Regions from separate parts of the Zea mays genome. Here region 1 is linked to region 2. A link is a contact called in public Hi-C data. All regions are on one chromosome and are shown on one strand. The core of a region is the stretch at or near the end of the contact, and the rest is flanking DNA. Distances in the headings are between cores, read along the strand shown.

Region 1 (4,601 bases), core at 1,634-4,133, 230 kb after region 2:
ACATGTTAAAAGTCGCCTAGAGGGGGGTGAATAGGTTAATCTGAAATTTATAAACTTTAAGCATAACTACAAGCCGGGTTAGCGTTAGAAATAAAAGCGAGTTCGAAAGAGAGGGTGAAAACAAATCACAAGCAAATGAAGAGTGTGACACGGAGATTTGTTTTACCGAGGTTCAGTTCTTGTAAACCTACTCCTCGTTGAGATGGTCACAAAGACCGGGTCTCTTTCAACCATTTCCCTCTCTCAAACGGTCACTTAGACCGAGTGAGCTTTTCTCCTCAATCAATTGGAACACTTAGTCCCCACAAGGACCATCACACAATTGGTGTCTCTTGCTTTGATTACAAATGTCTTGGAAACAAGAATGGGGAAGAAGAAAAGTGATCCAAGCAACAAGAACTCAAATGAACACAAATGTCTCTCTCACTAGTCACTAATTTGTTTGGAGTGATTCCGGACTTGGGAGAGTATTTGATCTCTTTGTTTGTGTCTTGGAGTGAAGTCTAGAGCTCTTGTATTGAATGCAATGGCTGAAAACTTGGATGCCTTGAAGTGTGGTGGTTGGGGGGTATTTATAGTCCCAACGACCAAAGTGGCCGTTGGGAGGGGCTGTTGTCGACAGGCGCACCGGACAGTCCGGTGCGCCACCGGACACTGTCCGGTGCGCCAGCCACGTCACCAACCTTAGGGTTCGACCGTTGGAGCTTCTGATAGCTGGGCCACCGGATAGTCCGGTGCGCCTTCTGGCGCCTGCTCTGACTCTGTGCGCGCTGTCCGCGCACTGTTCACGCACTGTTCACTTTTGCAGACGACCGTTGGCGCTGTTAGCCGTTGCTCCGCATGGCACACCGGACAGTCCGGTGCCACACCGGATAGTCCGGTGAATTATAGCGGAGTGGCATTTCCAGAAACCCGAAGGTGGCGAGTTCGAGTTGATCCACCCTGGCACACCGGACAGTCCGATGCGCCAGACCAGGGCACCCTTCGGTTTTCTTTTGCTCCTTTCTTTTGAACCCTTATCTTGGACTTTTTATTGGTTTTTGTTGAACCTTTGGCACCTGTAGAACTTATAATCTAGAGCAAACTAGTTAGTCCAATTATTTATGTTGGGCAATTCAACCACCAAAATCATTTAGGAAAAGGTTTGACCCTATTTCCCTTTCACATGTATTCAACAATATAATATATTCAGCTAACTTTAGGACCTGTAGTTATTTTAAACCTGCTTTTCAATCATCGCGCGGTAAAGTTCATTATTTAATTTGGGGAATTTTATAAAACTGACGTAGCTAGTTAGGGCATCGTCCGTTTTCTAACCTCGTCCCACGCCGCCCCCCTGCCCCCTGCCCCCCGCGCCGTCCCTGTCGCCCCGCGCCCACACGGCACGGCTCCCTGGCCACGCCCAGAGCCCCCCCGCCCAGCCGCCCCGGAGCCTCGCCACCCAGCCGTCCCGTCGCCCGCACGGCTCTTTGGCTGTGCCCTCCATCGCTCTCCGCCACCGGCCGCGCCCTCCGCCGCCCGTCATCGTCGCCGGCGTCCTCCGGCCGGGCGCCCACGCCCTTCTCCTCACGCTCATCGACGGTCTCCAAGCCCGCATTGGTGAACGTGGTATTAAATTATGCTATTACTAATGTAGATAATTGTGTACCTAGTTAGTGTGATATGAATTGTTAGGTTTTAGTAACCTCCCCGTATATGAGAGGTGCTGTCCAGATTGTATACATAGTATTATGTTATTATGTGGTTAGTTTTTAGTTATTAGTTAGTACTTGGTTATTAGTTAGTTAGCAAGTAGTTATTAGTGGGTTGTGGTTAGGCAATAACCATCTATAGTGGACATTGAATGTTTAATTCGTGTTTCAAATAGATGGACAATTTTTTGAGCTTATATTATGGAGGCAATGTGGAAAAAGATCCCTATGGAAATGCCAAGTTCATTGACATGCGACACGTGCTCGTGTTATTCGTTGGTAGACCATCCTTGAGTGATGTGTTTATAAAGGCTAAACAAAAGCTAGGTGGAGGAGTCTACAAAACATGCAATGATTAGTAGGCAAAGAAAACATGCACCACTTCGAGTCTTTAAATTGTTAACATATTAAAAGACTATTCTCACCATTAAATTCATCCGGCGCTGAACAATCGTTAGCTCAAATGCATAGTTAGCACACATCCAATACCTTTGTCGATAGGTGTCATGATCCTCAGACTTATCAACCTTGCAAGGATCACCACAAAACACATAGGCACCGGAACACCAGTTGGCAAAGGTAGTTCCGGTCAAAGACCCTTCCTAAATTTCGATAAGACCTATAAGAATCACAAATATAATATACTCACAAAATATGATTTAATACAATGCTTACCTTTGTTTAGCAGGTTTACCACGCCTAGACATCCTACAATTTAGGTTGATGTTATCTCATTTCGAAGAATAGAAATGAGCATAAAAACTGATGGTCGACATGACTTATTTATAGGCGCGTACCTCGGTGCCAAGATCTAATTTAGGCTGATGTCTCTCGTTTCGAAGAATAGAAATGAACACAAAAACTGACGGCCGACGGGGCTTATTTATAGGCGCGTACCTCGGCGTCGAGATTTACAACGCCGAGGTACGCGCCACGTCTGAACCTGACATATGCACGCTAAAAAAATTAGCGCTGATACATATAACCTAGACACCAATGAGACAATGATGACGACGTCGATCCAAAGATCATTTTTAAAACTAAAACTGTAAAGGGTATAATTATTAAAAAAACTTAAAAAGGACTAAAATAAAAAAAAGTTGGCACGCCCCGGACCCGGATGCTTCCTGGCGCTTCCCGTCACCTATTGGTCAGTGGAGGCAAAAATATCTAAGCAAGCCCCACACACATAGAGAAATCTCAATCCAAAGAGAGCCTTCTCCACCGCTCTTGCTCGTCCAACCTTCTCCATCGTCTCACCTTAGGTTTCGCTCCCCGCCGCCGCCGCCATGATGCCGCAGCAGCAGCAGCCCGGCATGGCCCCTCCTCCTCCACAGGCCGCCCCCGGAGCGCCGCCACACTGGGGCGGCATCCCGCCGCCTATGGCCCCTCAGCATCAGTACGCGCCACCACCGACCCATCAGGCCCCGCCCCCGCCGCAGATGTGGGGCCAGGCGCCCCCGCCCCCGCCCCCGCCTCAGGCCGCGTACGGTCAGGCGCCCCCGCCGCCCCAGGCCGCGTATGGCCAGGCGCTCCCACCACCCCAGGCCGCGTACGGCCAGGCGCCTCCCCCGCCACAGGCCGCCTACTACGGGGCGGTACCCGCGCCCGCGGCGGTGGCCGCGGCACCTGTCGGGCCCAGCGAGGTCAGGACGCTCTGGATCGGGGATCTGCAGTACTGGATGGACGATAACTACATCTACGGGTGCTTCGCATCCACGGGGGAGGTACGCGCTTTCGGTTCTACGCTGTACGAATCTGCTGCTGCCCGTGGGTCGCTGCGATCCGTCCCTATCGATGTGGGGTTCAACGCCCATGTTTATGGACTTCTTATGTCGCTTGCTGTAAATTTCAATTTCTTCGTCTCTTCGATGCATTATGATTATAGTAATAAGTACTGCACGAATATGTTCGTCTCATCGATGGAGTATGGTTATAGTATAAGAAAGTACCGCACGTATAGTGGATTCGGATCCATTAGTAGTGAATTCAGATTCATTAGAGCTTCATGCTATATGTGATTTATTTACGAAAATTCGAATTATATGTCAAAATTACTCCCAGCCGTGTTGTTAGGCATCCCATCGTTCACAAAACAATCCGATATGTTAGGCGGTAGAATATACTGAGCCATAATAAGTTGCACGTAACCTAATTATAAGCTGCCTTTTAGCTCACATTTTGCGTTTATGTTGGCAAATGACACAAAGTTTACTAGCCTGATTGACGACATGACAGCAATTGGTTGGCAATCAATAGGTGTTGCATGCAAATTCATTGCCAATGTGGCAGGTCAGCGCAGGTTGCAGCACTCCACACAAGAACACAATTTCGCTGAGTTACTCCTAGTCTTCGTATCTACTAGGGCGCCCACGTATTGGTATCCGTATTTCTAATTGTGGTACCTAACAGAACAGCCTGGTGGGAGTATTGATAGTAAATTTATGTTTTATAATGGTCTGCCCATCTTTGTGTATGGCGGACAGTGTCCTGGTAACTTGTCTGAAGTAGCTGTATACCGTTTTGGTATTTTTCTGAGATTCCTCTGCAGATGCATTTATGATTGTGTCCAGGTTTTATATAAAACAAAATTACCCTAGTTTCTGTGTGCTGGTTGACATTTTATATAAACCAATGGGTTTGTTGATTTAATCATAAAATGTTTGTGTTGTCACCCTACCTGATGGTTGCCATTGCACATTTCACACCACGTATTTTTGGCTTTTGTGTACATGATAGTGCTGATCTTTTTTTTGCTAATGAATTTGTAGGTGCAAAATGTGAAGCTAATTCGTGACAAGCATACTGGACAACTTCAGGGCTATGGTTTTATTGAATTCATAAGCCGCGCTGCTGCTGAAAGAGTTCTTCAGACTTACAACGGGACAATGATGCCAAATGTTGAGTTGC
Region 2 (4,875 bases), core at 420-2,919:
CATGGGCAGCAGAGGCGGCAGCAGCAGTAGCAGTGCGCCGCACGGCTCCCGCTCTCACTAATCTGCTGGATGGCAGCTCACGTGTCTAGAACCCACCACGCCATTTTTTTGTCGCTACTCGCTAGTGTGCGGGGGGCTTGGTATTTGCTCCGTATCCGTGTGTGCTACGTACTGCAAGAGCAACGGCAAACGTGGTGACGTAAAACCCCAATCCAAATGCGTTCACCTCAAGCGATCCACACCGTTCTTTTACCATCAACAACAACCTCCTGGTTCGGTACTTGGGTACACTGCTAGCTGCGTTCAAGGTTTACTGAGGTGGACGAAAGTGATGGACAGAGTCAGAGACAGGCCATTCAGACAGACAGACAGATGATCGCAAATATTCACCTGTATAAAAAAGATTAAAAAAATGCTAACAAAAAACAGTAACGTCTGCTCCACTGTGAGCTCGCTCCTAGCATGCCACCGCAGAGATTCGCCCCCCGGCGTGATGTGGATCTGCATCCCAACGTGGATCGATCTACACCAGCCCGGCGCCGATCCGCGTCCTCCAATCCGCCAGCTGGTGACCAAGGCGAGCGCATGTGTATCCATTCTATATATATTGCGTACAAACCTCGCCCCACGACAAAAGGTACTCAAACAAACAGTACACCATGTGTCACTACACACTCGCTTAAATATATTACTCCCCCATTCTTTTTTATTTGTCTTGTCGCGATTTAGTTTAAAGATGAACAAATATTTGAGAACTAAGGTATTGCAACAAAGAAACATGAGCGAGGAACTCGGTACTTAGTGACGCGAGGATTATTCTAGCCTAGTCGAAGGTAAGTTTGCGATGTCGCTAAAGTTAGTGGATATCACAGTGGAGTTCAACTCAATGAACAATTGCGGCATAGCTAGAAAAACGATTCGTCCCGATCCCCCGACCCCTGGAGGTATTCTGAAAAGTCTACAAAGCCATCAGCGTACTTTTTTTTTTGAGATGGCCAGCTTACAAAGTTAGGCCAAAATTCGTGAGAAACTCGCTTCTATCAAAAGTTCGCTTTTCCAAGAAAACAGCCAGCTTTTGAAATTTGCCTCTCAAAAGCATCTTTATTGATTTCTATCGCTGCAAAATCATGTAACCGATCACCAACCAGCACAGTGCACAGTATGTTTTTTTATTTATTTTTTCATTCTAAAGCGGCCTTGCAAACGAACACATCAGTCGGACGACAGCGCGAGCACCTGGCCTTTCCACCTCGCCACGGCCGGAGCCGACGGACCCCAACGCCCCAACCCCAACCGCGCGGCCGCTGCCTGCAGAGAACCGAAACCACGAACAACAACAGCCCCACCTGGCAGTAAGCCAGCCAACAACAACAAGCCGGCCCGGCCCCGTGGCAGCCACGCCCCTCGGGTCCTCGACCGTCGTCCCCGCGCCGCGACCCGCGAGGCAGGGACACGAGCCGGCGCCCCCACTCTGGAACCCGACCCGAGATGGCCAGATCGACACTAACCACGGTCAGACCCTCAACCAGACCCCGTGGTTCGTACTCCAATATTCCCTGCACAGGCTCCAGCGGTCGCCTCGCGACCCCGACCCACCTCCCCGCAGCCTCACTCATCTCCCCCGCCCACTTGCCCCACGCCTCCGGGCTGCGACCTCCATCCATCCATCCATGTATAAAGCCGCCAACGCCCGCCTCCTCCTCAGATCCCTCTCCCCCAACTCAGCTGCGCTAGCCTCCGTCAACCCGGGCCGCGCCGCCTCCTCCGCCCGCCTCGCGCTCTCGCTGCCGTGCGGCGCGTGGGTCGGCCGAAGCGGGCTCGTCCGCCGCGCCGCCGCCTTCTCCGGGACACGGCCGCGTTTCGCGGGCGCCAGGGCGCAGATCGGGGCCGCCGTGCCTGCCGTCGAGCAGTTCCAGCGCAGGATGGCAACCCAAGGTGCGTGCGTGCGTGCGCGCGCTTGTCTTCGTCCGTCCGCGCGTGGGGTCTTCCGTCTGGTCGTGGGTCGTGTGCTTGTCACGCGCGCGCGGGGCGGGGCGGGGCGATCTGGGTGACGTTGATGCGTGCGCCTCGCCTCGTCGCGTTCGCTGCTTCGAGCGCTGTGTGCTCGCTCGTTTTGGACTGGGATCCTGGTCAATCGACGGCCTTATCCTTCTACCCGGATCATTGAATTCGAATTATGTGACGCGGTGTTCCTCGCATCGTGTGGATCTTGTCTTCTGGGGTCGAGGAGTAGATGGGTTCGCTCGCCAGCGTTTCACTCGGGATTTTTTCAAGTGAACCAGTGAATGAAGTGACGTGACCCAGATGCGTTGGAGCGGTTTTTGGATGGCGCATCCACCGGTGCCGACTGACCATTTCCCGTGTCGGCGCGTGGGTTCGTTTGATGTCTAGACGAAGATGCCTCTGCTGGTTTCGGTTGGGGGGCTAGGGGTTTAGGAATCGGGGGCGAATAGATTCCTAGTTCTTCTCTCCCTTTACTTTTTGGATGTGGATATTAGATATTCGGGATGGATATTTTAGTATATTCGGTTCGCGTTTTGAGTTGATTTGACTTGGTTTTCACTGAAGCACACGACTCTTTGCACTCAGGGACTCAGCTTAGATTGCAATTTAAGCTAGTGCCTTCATCCTGCAAGCAGAAGCAGAGCTCGATCTCAGGATGTGATGGTTTGTGATCAGTAGTTACAACCTACAGGTTTGTGTGACCTGTTCTGGTCACTACTGATTGAGTCGGGTACCTATTAAGTGATTAGATTAGGATCTGGTAGTTAGGCAGTTATGTCATGCTTCTTTTGGTTCCCTGGTGGTTGAGACTTGAATGTTTCCTTGTGGAAGACCTCGTATGGATCATAGATGCCTTCAGTGATATCTGGTGGTATTGTTTACGTACTATAAGGATTGCGGATTATGTTCATGTGATTAGCAGTTAGTGGAATTTTTTTGAGATGAGGCTCCCACCCCACTTCCGTTAACAATATAACGGAGATCAGCTAATTTGGCTTTGATACAACATTATGGCTATTTCTGAACCAACCAAGCCATTACTATGGTACTAAGCTGTTGCGGGACCTTAGTGCTAAGTAGGCTATAAGGTTGTAGTGCATGATCTATTGACCTATATTTCAGACTGTTGTTTGTACGGGGTGATTTTGCGCTTGTTATTAATTTATCATCTTGCTTTCCCTATTCCCATATGGATAGGTTAAGGAATCCTATAATATAATTGACTAATTTTCATGTGGCGACCAACTTGATGACTCATTTAGTTGACTTGAAATGTTCTGCACCTCAGGATAAATTTAACTTCGGTGAGATCTGTTAATGCAGAGGCATTTCTTTGTTCCAGTAGCTAATCATGTTGCCTTACTTTGTGTGCAGCTACTGTGCATGCCTTCAAGGATATTCTGACCAGCCTCCCTAAGCCTGGAGGTGGTGAATATGGAAAGTTCTACAGCCTTCCTGCACTAAATGATCCAAGGATTGGTAATTGTGCTGCTTCCTTTTGAAATTGTTTTCTCTTTACTTCAGCAGTTGCTAGGTTACATTGCCAACGGGTGTGTATGTTCAGTGTGATTTTAGTATCCTAAACTGAAGAAAAATTATAATACATGCTTGTAATATTACTTCACTTAAGTTCCCCACTTCCAGTCAAAACGAGGTTTTATTAGTTGTTTTCTATTCTCAATAGTCAATAATCCATGTTAAGTGAAAATGAAATATTGACACAATTCTATGGCATTCCTTCCTTAAGAAAGCTATATATTCCCACATCAAATTTGGACTGGTTAATTAACTTTATACAGAGAACATATCACACAATTCTATGGCATACCTTCCTTAAGAAAGCTATATATAATATATTCTCTAGTCATACCTTTTGTGTTTCTATCAATTCTTTAGTATGTGACACAGCAAATTGTACATAGTTATATCTTCTATTGTTGTAACTGAATGTATATTATATCTTTTGTTATGTATCAGATAAGCTGCCGTACTCCGTCCGTATTCTTCTTGAGTCAGCTATCCGTAACTGTGATAACTTCCAAGTTACCAAGAATGATGTTGAGAAAATAATTGACTGGGAAAACACATCTCCAAAGCTGGCCGAGATACCATTCAAGCCAGCTCGAGTTCTTCTTCAGGTTTGAACTGATAACATCACACATGATCTCCTTTGTTTCTAAATGCCCTTTGCTCATCCATTGACATTGTACTTTTAGGACTTCACTGGAGTTCCAGCAGTTGTTGATCTTGCAGCTATGCGTGATGCGATGGCCAAGTTGGGCAGTGATGCGAACAAGATTAACCCATTGGTACATTCATCTTTTCTCGTTGTTATGTGAGATCTGTAAATTTCATCAATTTGTGCTCAACCACGTGTTATTTCCGGAGAAAAGATGAGTTGACATAGGGCAGAATACCAGAAGTTTATATGCTCTATATTTCTGGTGGACACCTATCCATTGTCTTGGCAATTCTTTTTTCTGATGTGCACATCCTTGTTTGGACTGCAGGTCCCGGTGGATCTTGTTATTGATCACTCAGTGCAGGTGGATGTAGCAAGGTCGCAGAATGCCGTACAAGCAAACATGGAACTGGAATTTAGTCGCAACAAGGAAAGATTTGGTTTCCTTAAATGGGGCTCTAGTGCTTTCCAAAATATGCTAGTTGTTCCTCCTGGTTCTGGTATTGTGCACCAGGTAAATGCTCTTGACTTGTCGAAAATTTCTGTAGTGCTACCATGTCTTCTATGTGTGTAATTCCGCCTTTGTTCTTTGTGTACAAATATCAGGTCAATCTTGAGTATCTTGGCAGAGTTGTTTTCAACACAGATGGCATTCTCTATCCTGACAGCGTAGTTGGTACTGATTCACA

Evidence for each region. Hi-C and Micro-C count contacts between places; a contact is called where the count stands out from the background.
Region 1: a Hi-C map of tassel shows a contact between it and region 2, with 4 times the contacts expected there. The contact joins the promoter of LOC100273450 here to the promoter of LOC100216599 in region 2. A contact is called at or near these places in 3 of 25 Hi-C or Micro-C datasets (endosperm, leaf and tassel).

The regions. Positions count from the first base shown.
Region 1 is chr4:30,263,406-30,268,006 of Zm-B73-REFERENCE-NAM-5.0, forward strand. LOC100273450 reads left to right here and starts at 2,884. Exons shown (of 7, transcript NM_001147887.1): 1 at 2,884-3,418; 2 at 4,463-4,601. The coding sequence starts at 2,981. It also overlaps the pseudogene LOC109945696.
Region 2 is chr4:30,037,653-30,042,527 of Zm-B73-REFERENCE-NAM-5.0, forward strand. It overlaps LOC100216599 (aconitase1), which reads left to right and starts at 1,670. Exons shown (of 20, transcript NM_001317364.1): 1 at 1,670-1,935; 2 at 3,379-3,483; 3 at 3,982-4,142; 4 at 4,221-4,313; 5 at 4,515-4,700; 6 at 4,793-4,875. The coding sequence starts at 1,671.